Linked DNA regions of Triticum aestivum: region 2 is linked to region 1. Evidence: chromatin contacts called from public Hi-C data. All regions are on one chromosome and are shown on one strand. The core of a region is the stretch at or near the end of the contact, and the rest is flanking DNA. Distances in the headings are between cores, read along the strand shown. Region 1 holds the start of LOC123118612 (F-box/LRR-repeat protein 15). Region 2 holds the start of LOC123118639 (phospholipid-transporting ATPase 3).

Region 1 (3,894 bases), core at 966-3,465:
ATCTTCAAATACGATATCATCAACACTCAGGAGAATCTAAGGTGGTCATTTTCCTTGTTAGTCTAATGTCTTAGAGAAGGAAACCCTAAACCACAACACTATGCGGAACATGTAGGGGATACTATTTGGAATAATCAAGATATCAGAAAAAATATGCATTACAAATTGCAAAACCTATACATCATATCATACAAACTATAAAACATGAGTTGATATACTTTCAATCTGAGTCATCCAAAATCTTTACCTTGATTCCATTTTTGCCCATCAAGTGTGATTAGGACCCCTCCCCCCTCCAATCACTCCTATACTTATTGTCTCATTATTATAATTGATGTCTTTTAATTAATCCCCAATTTTCAGTTACCACACCATATCATATCATCCGAATTGTAATATAAATATAAAGCACTATAAAGCACAAGTGGATGGGATACTTTGAATCTGAGTCGTCCAAAATCTTTAGCTCAATTCCATATTTCTCCCTCCAGTGTGATTAGACTCCCCCCACCCCCACCCCCACTCCTATACTTATTGCCTTCTTATTATAGTTACTGTCTCTTAATTAATCCCAATTTTCAATTACCACATAAAAAGAAATTGGTGCTTTGTATGGTTAAAGAAAATGTCATTGCCGAAAAAATATATTTCTTATTTTTCAGTTATGTAGTGCTAGAAAACCTACAAATAAAGGTCAAATATAAGATTAAAAAATGTGCTTGTAACTCCATGTTTTTTTATAGTTTTCTTCCCCCTCAGGAATAAACCTAAACATACATGTATAAATAAGAAAATGTACTTGAAATATCAAGAAAATATTGTTTATATTTTATTTAGGTTCATCAACTTGATCTGCCATAGTACTGTGTGTAGTCAGAGAGAATACAAAAGATCTTGCAAGGACGCAGCACACAAAGAAATGGGCTAGCAATGCATAGAGGCAAGTAACTACTGGATGAAACATAATTAGGAAAAAATGAATTATGGAAGAAGAGTGTCACGTGGTTAATACGAGTTGCCGTATGCAAGATTAATTCTAGAGTTTCTCACAGATCATATCAGAGATAGTCCCTTCAACGCAGTAAATTAAATAGTGTTAGCTCTACAGAAGGATATATGTGCCAAGAAAACCATAGGGGGACACTCTGTCCGCTGCAAGCAAAGATATTTGTTACCCATCTCAGCATTTCTAGTGACAAGTAAAAATATTAAATTCTCTCTACCACATTCCCTGATTTTCCAGGGTGGCTATGCTAAACCAAACTACATGAAAATGACATCAGTGACAATCCTTGCCTGCAAACAGAACTAGTAGCGACAAAAAATCCACCAAACAAATTTGTTAACAATCCACACAGCTGCAAGGCTGCAATGCAATAGAAAGCGTAGCAATCTTTGAGGAACTTACTCGCCAAAAGCACCCACTTTAGGACGTTTATTCTGCAGGTCCCGATCTCCATCCTCACTCCCTTCCTCTTCCTCGACATTGTTGTGCTCCTCAGCCTCGCCAGCGCCTCCTGCATCAGCGTCTGCGCCACCACCTCCCCACATGTCACGGAACCTGAGTGGTGGGACAGGAGGTGAATCCCAAACGCTCTCAGCAGCACGCGAACTCCCGGCAGCGTCAGGGTCCCATGCGGGGAAGACCATCGACCATCTCAAGGCAGGTGCCGGCGGCGGCACCGGCACTGGCGGCAGATGCCAACCCCGGCGCCCCAGAGACAGTGCGAGCTCCAGCTCCTCCCGCGCCTCCTCGTCCATATCTTCGCCATGCCCGGTACCCTCGCCGCTTCCCTCCACGCCCTTCATCTTTCCCCCGTCCGCCATCGCCTCACACCACCGCACCAAATCCTAACCCTAGAACTACCCCCTCCGCCAGCATCCTCGGCCAACCTCCGGCGACCCAGACACCAGCCCGCCACGAACCACGAGCAAACTCCAACGATTGGGGCCGACGCCTCGCCAAATTACACCGAATTTGGTCGAACCGGATTAGGGATGCTGGAGGGCGGCGGCTGACGCTCGATCCAGGAGGGACACGCCAGCAAGGTAAGGAGCAAGGGTAAGCGGCGTCCGTACCAGAGCGGTGGCCTGAGGCTGCACGGATTGGGCGGATCTGCGCACGGCGGAAACGGTGGTGAGCTGGAGGCCGCTGGCTCGCGAGTATACTTCGGAAATGGGGGAGCGGAGGCGAGGGTGAGAGGGAGAGAGAGAGAGAGACTGCTTGGGCCGTGGGAGTTGTAGGTTGCGGCCAATCTGCTCGATGTTACCTCTGACAAGTGGCGCATGGGGCAGGGGCCTTGTTGTCAGCCAGTCAAGTTTTTACTGGGCTTTGCTCCTGTGTGGGCCTTGCATTTGCTTAACGCATCTCGTTTTACGGGATGCTTCTGCGGTCGCTCACCATGACCGATGGGGCAGATAGTTCGGAGTTGTGAAGACGAGTGGATGCCATCGCTCTGCCTTGTGGGACATGGATCTCCCTTTATTTCTTTTGCGGGTGGGACATGAATCTCCGGTCAGGTTTGTGACCGACTCGACCTGATCGAACGGCGGTACACTTGGTCCAACGAACAATCTCCGCCAACGTTGTTGGTCCGTTTGGATCGTGCATTCTGCACTATGGACTGGGAGCTCAAATTCCGGGCAGCTAAACTCCTCCCCCAGTCTTCTACCATTTCGGATCATTGCCCGCTGCTCCTAGTGAATGAGGGGATGTTAAAAAAATAGAGACGGTTTCAGTTCGATCCAGGAGGGACACGCCAGCAAGGTAAGGAGCAAGGGTAAGCGGCGTCCGTACCAAAGCGGTGGCCTGAGGCTGCACGGATTGGGCGGATCTGCGCACGACGGAAACGGTGGTGAGCTGGAGGCCGCTGGCTCGCGAGTATACTTCGGAAATGGGGGAGCGGAGGCGAGGGTGAGAGGGGGAGAGAGAGAGACTGCTTGGGCCGTGGGAGTTGTAGGTTGCGGCCAATCTGCTCGATGTTACCTCTAACAAGTGGCGCATGGGGGGCAGGGGCCTTGTTGTCAGCCAGTCAAGTTTTTACTGGGCTTTGCTCCTGTGTGGGCCTTGCATTTGCTTAACGCATCTCGTTTTACGGGATGCTTCTGCGGTCGCTCACCATGACCGATGGGGCAGATAGTTCGTAGTTGTGAAGACGAGTGGATGCCATCGCTCTGCCTTGTGGGACATGGATCTCCCTTTATTTCTTTTGCGGGTGGGACATGGATCTCCGGTCAGGTTTGTGACCGACTCGACCTGATCGGGCGGCGGTACACTTGGTCCAACGAACAATCTCCGCCAGCGTTGTTGGTCCGTTTGGATCGTGCATTCTGCACTATGGACTGGGAGCTCAAATTTCGGGCAGCTAAACTCCTCCCCCAGTCTTCTACCATTTCGGATCATTGCCCGCTGCTCCTAGTGAATGAGGGGATGTTAAAAAAATAGAGACGATTTCAGTTTGAGTTATATTGGCAACACATCCATGGGTTCCAGGAATAGTGTGTCGGGATCTAATGATCCGATTAGCTCGTTTAATATTAAGCTCAGAACTGTTGCGCGTGCGCTTACTGTTTGGAGCAGGACAAAAATTGGAAACCTACAACTCCAGTTCGCGGCAGCACAGGAGCTTATTCTGCGATTGGAATCTGCTCAAGATGAGAGAGCCTTGACTACTCATGAGTCGACAATACGTTCAGTTCTGAAGTCTCGATGTCTTGGCCTTGCAGTCCTGCTCAGAATTAAGCAGCACCAAAGAGTTAAAGTGTCTTGGCTAAAGGATTCTATGTCCAGTTCCAAGATGTTCTTCATCAAGGCTAATTCTCAAGCAAAGAGGAATGCTATCCACTCCATGCTAAACTCCAATGGTGTGCTCCTTAATGACCAGGAGGGCATAC
Region 2 (3,894 bases), core at 573-3,072, 680 kb after region 1:
ACCAACTCCGAGAGGTTATTGACCACGCCGGAGCACGATCGACCTGACCACGAGGGTCTGTTTCCTGCGAGCAAACGAAGAACAAGCAAGAAACTGAGATTGCAATCTGGATATTGCGAATATAAGATGAAAGCTTTATTGATCAAGGTGGGGTTCTGTGACGCCTTTGTCTGGTCGTTGAACACAAACGAAGTACGCGAAGTTGCAGTTATGGCGAACTTTTAATCTAAACAAAACCCAAAGTCTAAACGATGCCCTAAGGGCTGTATATATGGAGGAAGAGGGGGGGAATTTCGTGGCCCTTGGTGGAGGGGTCCGAAATCAACCCTATCTCTTGTTTCCCCACACATACGGACTCTAAAAATAGCCTATACTTATGTATTTTGAAATTACATGGGCCTGGCCCAATAATAAGGTGACGCAGCACCTAAAATAGCCTCGGAATGAAATTTATGAAGTGGCATATTGTATATTTCGTCCAAGGCTTCATGCACCCATTATGGTGGCTTCAAAGTCCTGAAATCATCACTTGTAACTTCGTTCTTGTTCCCCTTGCGCATGCCATCATCTCCATGCTTGTTCTTGCTCCAATGTTCATCCTTCTCCAAGCTAGCCCCTTCATTTATAAGCAAAACAAATGTATCCAACTTAGGCAACATCATATTCTCATGAACATTAGAATCATTACCAAGAAACGAAAGTACCTGGTAATTTAGCTGGCGTGCACGAGCTCTAGTAATTGGTCCAGTATGTATAGCAGCAGGGGTTGTGGGTGTAACAATTGTATTGATGTCCTCATCATAATTCGTTCGTGTATGCTTTATGGGGTGCGCTTAGAGAAGATTATGTTTGATCTTTTATTAGTAGTATAGATATTCTAAAATAATTCCCCATAAATTTTCAGCTCATTTGAAGATGTGCAGAATAGGTAACTCTGACGTAGCTTTTTCAGGTCCAGAATTCCATCTGCCGACATTCTCCCTCTTTGTGTAAATCTTGCATATTATGAGAGAAAATGCATTATAATTACTACATGGAGCATTATTATGCATAAAAATATTATAAATAACAGTAGAAAATCATGATGCAAAATGGACGTATCACGCGGGTCGAGGCTAATGAAGAGAAGGAGGGCACACGCGGCATAGAGCAATGCGGGAAGGTGATGTTGGGGTTGAAGCCGTCGAGCGCGTCACCGTCAGCTTAGTCAGGCGAAGGCGCGTACGCCCACACTAGCGACGAGAAGTTGGCCGACGACGCGACGCTCTGCTGGCTACCCCACACGCCTTGTGGGTACTAGTTTGCCTGTTGAGGTGGAAGGAGCTGGTGCTCGTTCGCCATGCCCCCGTGAGACGCCTCCTGCTCCGTTACCGCGTCCCTGGCCTTTTTCATGTTGAGCTCGTTTCGCCTATCGCTGGTGACCGCCGCCCGACGATCAACGTCAGCCTTTCACTGGGCGTTCGTCAAGCCCGAGAGCCTTGGCATCGGAGTCCTCGGCTTTCTCGGCTTTGGCTGGGCGGGATCGGTGGCTAGGCGAGGGGGCGCAAACTTCTTCGATGGCATGTGGGGCGGTCTGGGGAGAATGGCGAGAGCTGCAGGGGAGATGGGGGTGATGGGGAGGAAAAGAGAGGGAAAAGCAGAAAACAGTGGGAAAATCGATCGGTGTCGCCGACAGTGTGGGTCCACACGCCTTTTTAATTTCGTCGGTGCTCCCAGACGCCCACCGGTGCGCTGAGTTCCGCTTAGTTTCGTCGGACGTAATTTCGACCCAAACCTGTGAAAATCGAGAATTCGAGGCGCGGTGAAAAACAAGTCTCGTAGCTCAAACGAGCTGGCCTTCATCATTTTAAACAAACCAGTCGTGCAATCTGCAAGCCCTCCTCGCGACCTCGTCTCCTCCTCTCCCGTCGTCTCTTCTCCCCGGAGGTCGGAGGGGAGGGAGGAAGAGAACAAGGCCCAAAAAAAGAGGGAAGAGAGACACAGAGGAAAAAAGCGCGCACATACGGGAACGCGTGATCCAAATCGAATCCCCTCCTTACGGAGAAACCCAAAATCCAGAGAAAAGACCGCGCAAATCCGGCCAGATTTGGCCATCGATCTCGCGCGTGGTCCACCGGGAGGTTTCCCGAGATCTCCCGCGGGTTCCTCCAGCGCTTGGTCTGGTGCCGCAGAGGGCAGGATGAGCTCGCGGATAAAGGAGATGGTGCGGGTGGCCACTGCACGGCTTGGCGGCGAGCCTTCGCCGCGGGCGGGGCCTTCTCAGCCCGGACGCGCGGAGTCGTCCAGGACTGCACGGCTCGGCGGCGGAGGCGCCAGCCTCCGGCGTCAGCCCCAACCGCAGGCGCCCACCGTGCGCACCATCTACTGCAACGACCGCGAGGCCAACGCGCCCGTCGCATACAAGGTACATGCCCGGCTTTCCTCCTCTAATTCGGTTGATTCGTCTCGAAGCGTAGGGCTCTATGTGCCTAGATCTCCTTACCACCTGTTTGTTCCGTGTTCGGTCGGTTGGGTTGGAGATATCCATTTGGTACAGTGAGCTAGTAGAGAAGTGCAGTTTGTTTCGGTTTACATAGTCATTAATACTGATTATTCCACGAGAAAGTCACTTAGGATCTGTTTGTCCTCGAGTGCTGCATTTCTAGTCAACTATGAGGCAATTGGGTGGATCAGAGCCTGTTTGGTTGTTTGAATTACTAGTCACTTAGATTGCTATGGCAGCAATACAAACATACTAGATGCTACTGGCGTTTAGGCTTGAAGAGCTCAGATGAATAGGCTGGACTATTCTATACATCCATCCACTTAACCGCACCTCTGCGTGATGCTTGCTGTGTCGATTACTGAACTTGTTTCCAGTCAGGGGCTCAGGGCAGCCAACTCACCTCTTGATGGCTGCAAGCTGAAGCAACCTATTTACTTGTAAGGGGAATGGTTGCTCTCCACGTCATTCATTGCCATGTTAGCTTTCCATGATAATGCTGTTGGTCTAATTGTAATACTCCATTTTATGCCACAAAATAATGGGAAACACTGTTACTTGCCACTTGCCATTATTTTATTATCTTAACCATAATTTATCTGATCCCTGCAAAACTGCCCTAGTATTGTAAGTAGATGCATTCATAAATTTTCACTAACACTCCACCTTTCCCGTACATATGCTAGTGTAAACGAATGAATATATTCTGGATCGATACTGTGAAGATCAAGCTATATCACTTATCATTTTATCAACAACTTCTAGTTTGTTTGACCATGCAATCAACTCTTTCTGTTTAGTTTGACAGTCTGCCGCGTGTAGCATATCAAATCATCACTTTTGTAATTCTAATGCCAGAGCCCCACCTTGGTTTTTCTAATAATCCGTATCTTATATTTCTTTAACATTCTCGTGCATTCTCGTAAATTTTCACTGACACCCCACCTTTCCCGTGCATGCTAGTGTAAACAAATGAATATATTCGGGATCAATACTGTGAAGATCAAGCTATATCACTTCTCATTTTACATCCTCTAGTTTGTTTGACCATGTCCCTTTTTGTTTAGTTTCACAGTCTGCCGTGTGTAGCGTATCAAATCATCAGTATTGTAATTCTAATGCCAGAGTCCCACCTTGTTTTTTTCTTCTAATAATTCATACCTTATTTCTTCAACATTCTTGTTCATCATTTCCAGGGAAATTCTGTATCGACTACAAAGTACAGCGTATTGACATTTCTACCTAAAGGATTGTTTGAACAGGTATTGATACGTTGTTTTTTGTTTGTTACATATTCTGTCGACAAACCCTATAAATTTGTCATCTTTTAAAGTGAATTTGGCCTCTGTTTTTTTTGCCTTGAAGCAACACGAAACTATTATCTTGTTTTTTTGAAAAAGCAAAAGCTTTGT

Evidence for each region. A called contact is a pair of places that touch in the nucleus more often than the background predicts.
Region 2: a contact with region 1 is called in a Hi-C map of leaf, with 4 times the contacts expected there. The contact joins the promoter of LOC123118639 here to the promoter of LOC123118612 in region 1. A contact is called at or near these places in 2 of 5 Hi-C or Micro-C datasets (both in leaf).

The regions. Positions count from the first base shown.
Region 1 is chr1B:261,609,548-261,613,441 of IWGSC CS RefSeq v2.1, forward strand. LOC123118612 (F-box/LRR-repeat protein 15) reads right to left here and starts at 2,216. Exons shown (of 17, transcript XM_044538612.1): 1 at 1,409-2,216. The coding sequence starts at 1,827.
Region 2 is chr1B:262,285,072-262,288,965 of IWGSC CS RefSeq v2.1, forward strand. LOC123118639 (phospholipid-transporting ATPase 3) reads left to right here and starts at 1,823. Exons shown (of 27, transcript XM_044538614.1): 1 at 1,823-2,404; 2 at 3,679-3,744. The coding sequence starts at 2,180.